Linked DNA regions of Triticum aestivum: region 1 is linked to region 2. A link is a contact called in public Hi-C data. All regions are on one chromosome and are shown on one strand. Each heading gives the region's core, a stretch centred on a gene start, on an enhancer-like site or on the middle of the called end of the contact. The rest is flanking DNA. Distances are from core to core; before and after follow the strand shown. Region 1 holds the start of LOC123110389 (DEAD-box ATP-dependent RNA helicase 9). Region 2 holds the start of LOC123110386 (cullin-associated NEDD8-dissociated protein 1).

Region 1 (4,314 bases), core at 1,011-3,510, 870 kb before region 2:
TTGCAGTTAGTAACTTAAAAATGATTTAATAATATACAGATCTTCAGGTAAAGACTAGGAGATCTTTGCAGGCACATCCACACATATTATCAAAACCTGAAATAGACTATGCATGTTTTCAAAAAAATTAAGGTGTATGCATTTACACCGCCAGAATAATTTTCTTAATATGCCTCTTCATACTAACACTAATGCTTATCTTACTAGCAAAGAAACAACAAAAGTCCGAACCAACTAGCGAACATAACAAAATTGAAGTTACTTCTAGTGATAAGATAAATGCAAGTCAAAATAGCAAATGCATGACAAATAAGGTCAGATATGGATACACAAATTTTGCAATGAAATCATAGTTGCAGCGTTCAGTAAAACATGTGTAAGCATCACTCACAAGATCGACTATGACAGGATCTTTGAGGTACTTCTGCATCAGCTTGCGTATCCAGGGTGGCATTGTTGCGGAGAACATCAAGGTTTGACGTTTTGCAGGCACATTTTGCAAAATTGTCTCAACGGCTTCATCAAAACCCACTGACAGCATCTGGTCTGCCTCATCGAGAACAACAAACTGGACACTTGACAAATTCAGAGCACGTCTATTTAGCAGATCAATTACCCGTCCAGGTGTCCCAACAACTACATCAACACCCTGGCTAAGAACTCTCATTTGTTGCTGAATTGGAATGCCTCCATATACACAGAGTGTCTCCAGCCGGGAAGAATCAACAAATTCTTTCTCAACTTGTTTTGCAAGTTCCCGTGTTGGTGCCAAACATATCGCCAGGGGATGTATTCCAGGTCTGTGAATCCAGAGATTCAATTGAGGTGACAATACAACACAAGGTGGCACTAAAAGGGGTAGAGGGAAAATGAATAATGATTGATGCAAAAAATGCCCAAACTTACTTGTTAGCTGCGTTATGGCGAATAATTGCATCCATTATGGGGATTCCAAATGCCAAAGTTTTCCCTGTCCCCGTTTTGGCACGGCCAACCATATCCTTGCCTTGCATTGCTGGCTCAAGGACAGCTCTCTACACATCAGAGAAAGGAAGGGAATTTTAACATCCAAAACACAAGGCATTCACTAATTGTGTGATCATGTAAGCAGTAAACAATCTACCCTACTGCCAGGAGAATATTGAAGATGACAACATAAAGGTGAGCAAAAAGATAACAAATTGGGCCTATACAGGGATGATTTGATTGACCCAATCTAGAAGCACAAGTAAAAAACAGCTGATCATGCATAACTATTGTCACAAGAGAAAGTGACGCGAGCACACACATAATAATACAGAGTGATAGTCGCAACAGCTAATGAACTGCTGAACAATATCACGCAAACTTAAATTTTTGTCTCTTATTACAAATTACGAAATGAGTAAGGTTCTATAGACTAACTTGTAGAGTATAAATTTCACTACCATTAATACATCTGTGCATTCAGAACGAATGGAAAGATCACAGTTGCCTCGCGTAGGACAGCGAGGTAGTGGAAAACCACACAAAACTATGAAGAAATGCTCCGCAATTCCGCACATCGGAGCAAGCCTCGTACTGAGCTATGCTCAAAATTAATTAGCTGTGCAGAAATTACAACATTCCATCAAGAGGAAATGTTCTTTTTCCTACAAAAACATAATTAAATGTGCACCAATCAATCAAGCGGTAGCACCAGAGAGCAAACAATCCACCGACGACCACAGGAAGTAGTAATCACGTTCCAATTGAAGAGAGGGGGGAAAAGGCTGCGTGCCTGCCTGCTCCCGTTACCTGGATGGGGAACAGCTTGGTGATGCCCTTGGCGGAGAGCTTGTCGACGATCTCGGACGAGATCCCGAGCTTTGCGATCTCCAGCCCCTCCTCCTTGGCCCCGGCCCCAGCCACGCCCCCCGCGGGCTTCCTCTTATCCTCGTAGTTCCACCCCTCGTCCGCCGCGAACTGGGCGTGCGCCCCGGCCCGCGCGGCACCCGTCTCCCGGAACCCGAGCGGGGCCGGCCTGGAGTGGAACCACATCGCCGGCGGCGGGAGTGGCGACCGCGGCCGCAGGGCCGACGCCGACGCCCCGGCGGCGGAGGGGCCCGCCGGGTGCTGCAGCAGCGCGGCCATGATGGCCGACGCGGCGCGCCTCCGGAGGGGATCCGCGCGGCGGATCATGGCGTACATCCTGGCTGGCCCTGGCTGCGGCGGCGGCTAGGGTTTATGGCGGCGGCGGGGTTTAGGGTTCTGGGGAGGAGGAGGAGGAGGGGACGAGTGGAGAGGGGGGGAGAGGGAATGGGGTTAATAGGCAGCCACGAGAGATATTTCTGCGGCTCCGGAGCGCGCGTACGGTATGGAAATATCTCCTGCTCCCACGGACACCGACGGGTGGGGTCAGGAGGTCAGCGATCCGGTGGGGCCCGGCTGTCCGTGAGACGATGAAGGTTGCCAGGGGTTGTTGCGGGTGCCTCTAGCAGTAGCTGGGGTGAGTGAAGAGGTTACGCGGGAGAGCGGAGCGGATGTCAGACGTAGGGAATGACTTGTGGAGCCACGAGCTTGGTGTGCCCGGGTGTCAGTGGGCGAATGGTAGGAAAAGGTTTATGATAACGCATTGCTTGGAGGAAAAGCTATGGCGGTTTTGGAGGCCCTGGGCTTATTGCTCGGCTGGGGTTATTTCCCGTGGGCTGCTGAATGTCGTGGGGATTTCTTTTGAATGGGCCGGGTGTCAGGTGCTCAAAATTATTTTAGTTTGTAGTTTAATTATTTTTTTCAGGAGAAAACATGCTCAAATTTATATAGCGTCGTAAGTGTTGTGATCAAGAATTAGCTGCTTAGCTTCAACTGTCACGAGCATAGAAATGCAGAGATAGTTCCTGAGCTTCACAATGTCATGAGGCCGCAAGCGCCCTCCTTGGTCTTTCTGTATGAAACAAAGATGGAAGGGAGGAAAGCTAAGGCCAACTACAATGCACGGACCCATTTTGTCTGGTAGTGTCCATTTGGGTCTGCACGGACAAAAAACACGGACCAACGCAGCAACCCATTTCATTTTATGTCTGTTTTGTGCCCGTTTCGACCCATTTTCACTCCAAAATTTGGGACAGGTTTGCATCGAGGGGGACACATACTTCAAAAGTGTTCATGGTTTTTGAAAATAAAGTTCACAAACTTAAAAAGTTCTCAAATTTGAAAAAAAAAAGTTCAAGTATTGAAAAAAGTTCATCAAATTTTTTAAAGAAGTTCATTGCATTGGCAAAAGTTCATGGATTTTGGAAAAACAATGACAGAAAATGAAAAAAAAACATTGATTTTGAAAGAAAGTTCATCAACTGTGAAAAAAATCATCGATTTAAAAAATGTTCACAAAAGCAGAAAAAAATTATCATTTTCTTAAAGTTCGTTGAATTTTAAAATAAGTTCATGCAATTTGAAAAAAAAAATCCCATGTTGAAACATGGAAATAAACGAACAGAAAAACAGATGGGCCGTGCCGCTAACAGGACCTAAGGGGTGTACGCCCTGTACGGATTACCCTATAAACGGCGCTCCCCCCTGCCTCCCCCCCAAAAAAACCTTTTAAATGGCACTTAGGGCGCCGATTAGGAAACGCCTGTGATAAAACCGAGGATACATACGCAAAAGCTAGGAGGTCCCAAAGCCAACCATGGCTCGACAGAAGAAAAAAAAGGCCAGGACAACGGAGTATAAGAATTACGTAGTCGCTTGCGACTGGGCCGGCCCATTAAGACATGTCCCAAGTGCTCATATCTCGTGTTTGACTGGGTCTTGAGTTTGAGTCCTCATATACTCTTTTGTCCAACACTTATATTACGTATAAGAACATCTTTCGAAGCATATTGTGATTTTAAATTTTTCAGTTTTTGCTTGTCTCGTTTTTCTTCTATTTTTAACTATTCTCTCCTTTTGATTTTCTTTGCTTTATTAAGTCTGTGAACTATTTTTAAATCATGAAACTTTTTCTTAAATCCATGAACTTTTCAAATCATGAATATTTTCTTAAATTTGTGAGCTTTGTTTCCAAATTTGTGAACTTTTGTTCAATCCATGTACTCTTTTCAACTTTTACAAACATTTGTCAATGCCCGCGATATTTTTTCCAAATTCATGAACATCTAGTTTCAAAATTGATGAACTTTTTTTGAATCCGCAAACGCTTGGGTCGGCCCAACAGGTACCCGGCGGGAGCGATGTCGTCGCCTAGTTGAACCAAGGCCTGAACATATTTTTTAATTTCTTTCTTTTCCTTTTTTTCGTTAATTCATTTTTCTTCTTTTAAAACTTTATTATTCTTTTTGAAACCTGTTAAAAATT
Region 2 (4,779 bases), core at 415-2,914:
AGTGAGCATTGAGGGAAATTACAGTGTAAAAACTATACAGAAATTACAGTGTACATTGAGGGAAATTACAGTGTAAGTACTATATGGAAATTACAGTGTACATTGAGGAAAATACAGTGTATATTGAGGGAAATTACAGTGTAATTACCATGGATATTAAAGTGTACATAGAGGAAATTACAGTGTAATTACTTACAAACTACTTTTCAGTGAACTTACAATGGAAATTACAGTGTAAATACCATGGTTGTTGCAGTGTGTAGTGCAAAACTGATGAAAATTACAGAGTAAGCAACTTTAGTCAGAAAGCACATGAATTACAAAGCAAAGCTACACAATTTACAGTGCAAGCAATACATGTAGCTCCACCGTCGATTACAGATCAAAAGCTCAAAGTTGCAGCAAACAATTCAGACGGGAATTACAAAGAAATACTAGAGAACAATAATGTGCAAAACTGGAGGACTACATTACATAAAAATACTCAGGTATTACAGTGCAATTCAGAGCTAAAATCCACTGAAATTCAAGGAAAACATATAGAAAAAAATTGACACACACTACCAAACCTAGTTGCAGTGCTAGAACGCAGAGGGCTATGGAGAAAAAAAAGGCACGAACTACCAGAAAAATAGCACTGCAAACTCTGAAAAAACTCATACACAAAAGAAAACCAACCCTAAAAAAGCACTACTACCTAAACTTGACCCTACCAGATGGTTGAAACTGCAACTGCAGGGGACGATCCAGAAGATTCAACACAGAGACATGCCTATCGCCTGAAAAATCACAAACCCTCACCCTAGCAGAGCACCAACATATCAATCAAAAAATTCATAAACGAGCAACCAAATAGCGGCTACAACGAAAGGATCAAAATGAGAACACCTAAAACGTAATAGAGCAATCACAAAGCTAGGGGCTATCACACAAATACTAACAACTGACACGAGCACATGGGATCCACAGAAAACTACATGAACCATGAAGCAGAACCAACAACTAAATACTCAAACAGCAACAAAATCTACAACACAAACGCACGAACACCTAGACCTGGAAACTACACAACCACAACCACCATGGCAAATCGCACACGGAAAGGGAGAGAGACAAGAGTAACTAATCAGGGAAGTAGGGAATCAAATAGGAGAATCAAGCTCCGGCAAAGAGGGATCTCGGAAACGCCATGAACCCAATGGAATCGCCTCAACTTCTCTGTCCTTCGAGCGCCTCCTCCTATCGCTCCCCCCTCTGCCCTTTCAAAACAGTACAATCAAAATGAAATGGGGAAAAATTCAGAATGGAGAAAAGGAAAAGGAAACGTCACACACGGAGGAGATGGTAACGGACAGACCCAAAATAAAACCGATCCCGACAAAAGAAAACTGCACAGAAAAGAAACCCGCGACCGAGACAACAACTCTCTGCGCAAGATTAGACGGCCACAAATTCGAGTGACAGCGAATTGAAAAACAGTCGACTGTTAAATAGCAAAACCGAAAAAAGGCGATACATACATATCACCGCCCAGGATGCTCAGTCGAGTCCAACCGTGCTTATTGGGCCGTGTATGTCTAAACTTCCAGGCTCGGCCCACTTTATGTTTTTTTTTACGTTACACATCCACAATTGGTAGGGGGAAGTCTCGTCTCGTCTCGGGGATAATAAAAGGGAAAAGGTTTTCAGGCTTTAGCGAGGGTTTCTCCTGCTGCTGCTGCTACAGCTTCCCATCCCCACCTCTCCGGCGAGCGCCAGCCTTTTCCGGCGAGGGTTTGCTCCGATCGGAGCTCTCAGGCGGCAGATCGGCCGCGTCCTCCGCCCGCGCCCGCGCCCGCGCCCGCGCTGAAGAGGTAGGGTTCTCCTCCCTGTTGGCTCCACGCTCCCATCTTCCGCCGCTCTCCCCGCCCCCCGCTCTCTCTCGTGCGACGCTCGACGCCCTGTGGATCTCGCCGACTCGTCGCCGGCGCGCTTCAGCGTCGCTGCGAAGGTTCCGCGCCTCCTCCCCCATGCGCTCGGGGGAGCAGGGGCTGCTGCTCTGCCGCCCTTCCCCTCACCCTTCTCCCATCGTCCTCCCCTCCTCCTATCCACTCCCTCCCCTGTTAGTTGCACAGCATTGCCGGCTGTGGAGGTCAAGCTCCCGTTCCCCAACATCCCACTCCCCTGTATGAGCACTGTTTTTGGTTTGATTTTCTTACTCTGAAGTTATTTTGAGCTGGAAACTGCTAATAGGGTTGATCTGACGCACCTTGGACTATTTAACTGATGCCATGCTAAGACTGATGCAAATTATGTCTACATTTGACACCATGCTAAATCTGACGCAAATGATGTTTATATATATTATGTGATACTAAATCTGAGGCCATACCTTTCTTTATTAGTTTGTTAGAATCACCGATCAGGTGATGTTAATCTTAAATGATGCTGTTTAGCGGGCTTGGTTTGTATATGTGAATGTAATTATATAATAGGTGCATAATTGAACCGCTGCTGTTCTGTTTTCTGATGCGCTTGGCGCGGGTTTACTGGGTAACTGGGTTAAGCTTAGGTTTGGTGTTTTGCTCGGTTCGACGCTGAAGTGATCTGGGTGTCGGGGCCGATGGTATGGATCGGCATGGTTAATGCTGAACCGTGGCCTGCGCGACACATCATTGCTCTCTAATGGCTTAACTTTTATTATGGTGATTTGTCATGTATCGAGTTGGGAGAACTACCTGGTGTGAGCGATTTTGGTTTGAAATTTCATCTGTTACCATATTAATAACGTCAGTGTTGTGTACTCATGTTTAGCATGGAGCATGTGCATACGGTGTATGCGATGTCTGTAATTGCACACGAGACTTCATGTTGTGCTAACTTTGGCTTGTTGCTGGTGTTAGAAGTATATAAATGAACAAGTGTTAATGTAGTTCTTATTTGTTCTTTTTAAGTATTAAATTGCTCAACGTGTAGATTTATGCCTTTTTTTTATCTTGTTTACAAATTAGTTTAGTTAGTTGTTTAGGGCGAAAACATTAACATGAGTAGAATGCTTTCTTTTCTGTCAAGCGTGGCTCTGGAGTTGAAAACATTCTTCTCGTTAGGAAAATGAAATCAATTTTGCCATGGTTTAGGGTCTCCTACCACTTTTATCTGTTACTTGTATGCATTACACCAGCTGAACATCAAACCGTACTTATGAAAGCTGGACCGCCCGTGTACCCTCTCATGCTCCATGGCCACTACTTTAGTGTCTTACTGTTCAACCATAACAATGGTTTAATATGTTCTTATTGACTTAACGTATATATTATTTTTAAACAGAGTCACATGCAGCCAAACTACAAATCTCATTTGTTTTAAATCCCCTCTTTGCCTATTTTGCAAACATTTTGACTTCTATCCACAGTAGTGGGAATAAGTAATTAATATTTTTCATTAATAACACAACATACACGTAGCGCATGTGGTAGGTACATAGGTGTGAAGTGAGTTGTCAGGTGTTCGATCTCCACATTAGATTGTTTAAATATTTTTCTGCTTGTTTTTTCTCCATCTAGTGTACTTGTCCTACTCCCACCAGAATGCATCCACCACCGATTCTGTTTGGTTTGGTACTTACTTACTTACGAAGCCTTTTATCCCAAACAAGTTGGGGTAGGCTAGATATGAAACCCTTTCATGAGGACTTCCCAGGAGGTCACCCATCCTAGTACTACTCTCACCCAAATGGGTTTCATACCCAAAAGACTGGCTAGTTTTTACGTTGGCTCGCCAAGCCGATCACAACCCTTAGATATGAAACCCTTTCACGAGGACTTCCCAGGAGGTCACCCATCCTAGTACTACTCTCGCTCAAATGGGTTTCATACCTATGGGACTGGCTAGTTTTTACGTTGGCTCGCCACGCCTATCACAACCCTCCTCCTTTACCCGGGCTTGGGACCGGCTATGCCTAGAAGACATAGGCGGAGTTTCTGTTTGGTTTGGTACAGTTTTAAAATTTATGCACTTAGCAACACAGATGCTGTTAGGCTGTTGAACATTTCTCATTGCTTAATTTGCTTTTTAGACTACCGAATATCTTCGTGAAGAGGACTTGAACACAGATTTGGTGCAATGGCGAATATGAACATAACCGGCATCTTGGAGAAGGTATCTATTACACCAATTTACATTTCTTGATAAGGAATCCTCAGTTTTTGCTCGGTTACATTTTTTTTTCCTTGTATGTGCTTTCAGATGACAGGGAAAGATAAAGACTACAGATATATGGCCACATCAGATCTGCTTAGTGAGTTGAATAAAGAGAGTTTCAAAGCAGACCAAGACCTTGAATCAAAGTTGACTAATATTATTCTTCAACAACTGGAAGATGCTTCAGGAGATGTTTCTGGTTTAGCTGTGAAATGGTACCTTTCCTTTAAAATACTTTCTTATTTAATCCATTGTTTGTGTTCTTGATATCTTACCATGCTTGCATGGTGTGGGATTGGGGAAGTAAGGATTTTGCATGTTAAGATCTTGTTACTGTTGATTATCCCCCCCCCCCCCCCCCCCCCCCCCGGTCCTGCTAGAATTTGGGAACATTCTGATAATGCTAGTCACTATGTTGTTGTACCTGTCAGATGAGTTTAGCCTGCTATTTATCTTTTAAGATGGCATCATACTCCTTTTGTCTTCAAGATTGCTTATTCATTTTTAAAGTTTGTTCTGTTTTCTTATGCATCAATTATTGGATCTGCGGGCTTACTTTTAAATGTTTTTTTGATTACCGATTGTTTCCCCTACATCCGT

What was found. Hi-C and Micro-C count contacts between places; a contact is called where the count stands out from the background.
Region 1: a contact with region 2 is called in a Hi-C map of leaf, with 4 times the contacts expected there. The contact joins the promoter of LOC123110389 here to the promoter of LOC123110386 in region 2. A contact is called at or near these places in 2 of 5 Hi-C or Micro-C datasets (both in leaf).

Annotation. Positions count from the first base shown.
Region 1 is chr5B:58,505,280-58,509,593 of IWGSC CS RefSeq v2.1, reverse strand. It overlaps LOC123110389 (DEAD-box ATP-dependent RNA helicase 9), which reads right to left and starts at 2,260. Exons shown (of 7, transcript XM_044530883.1): 1 at 1,777-2,260; 2 at 907-1,034; 3 at 392-800. The coding sequence starts at 2,169.
Region 2 is chr5B:57,633,546-57,638,324 of IWGSC CS RefSeq v2.1, reverse strand. LOC123110386 (cullin-associated NEDD8-dissociated protein 1) reads left to right here and starts at 1,664. Exons shown (of 29, transcript XM_044530879.1): 1 at 1,664-1,853; 2 at 4,055-4,137; 3 at 4,225-4,394. The coding sequence starts at 4,102.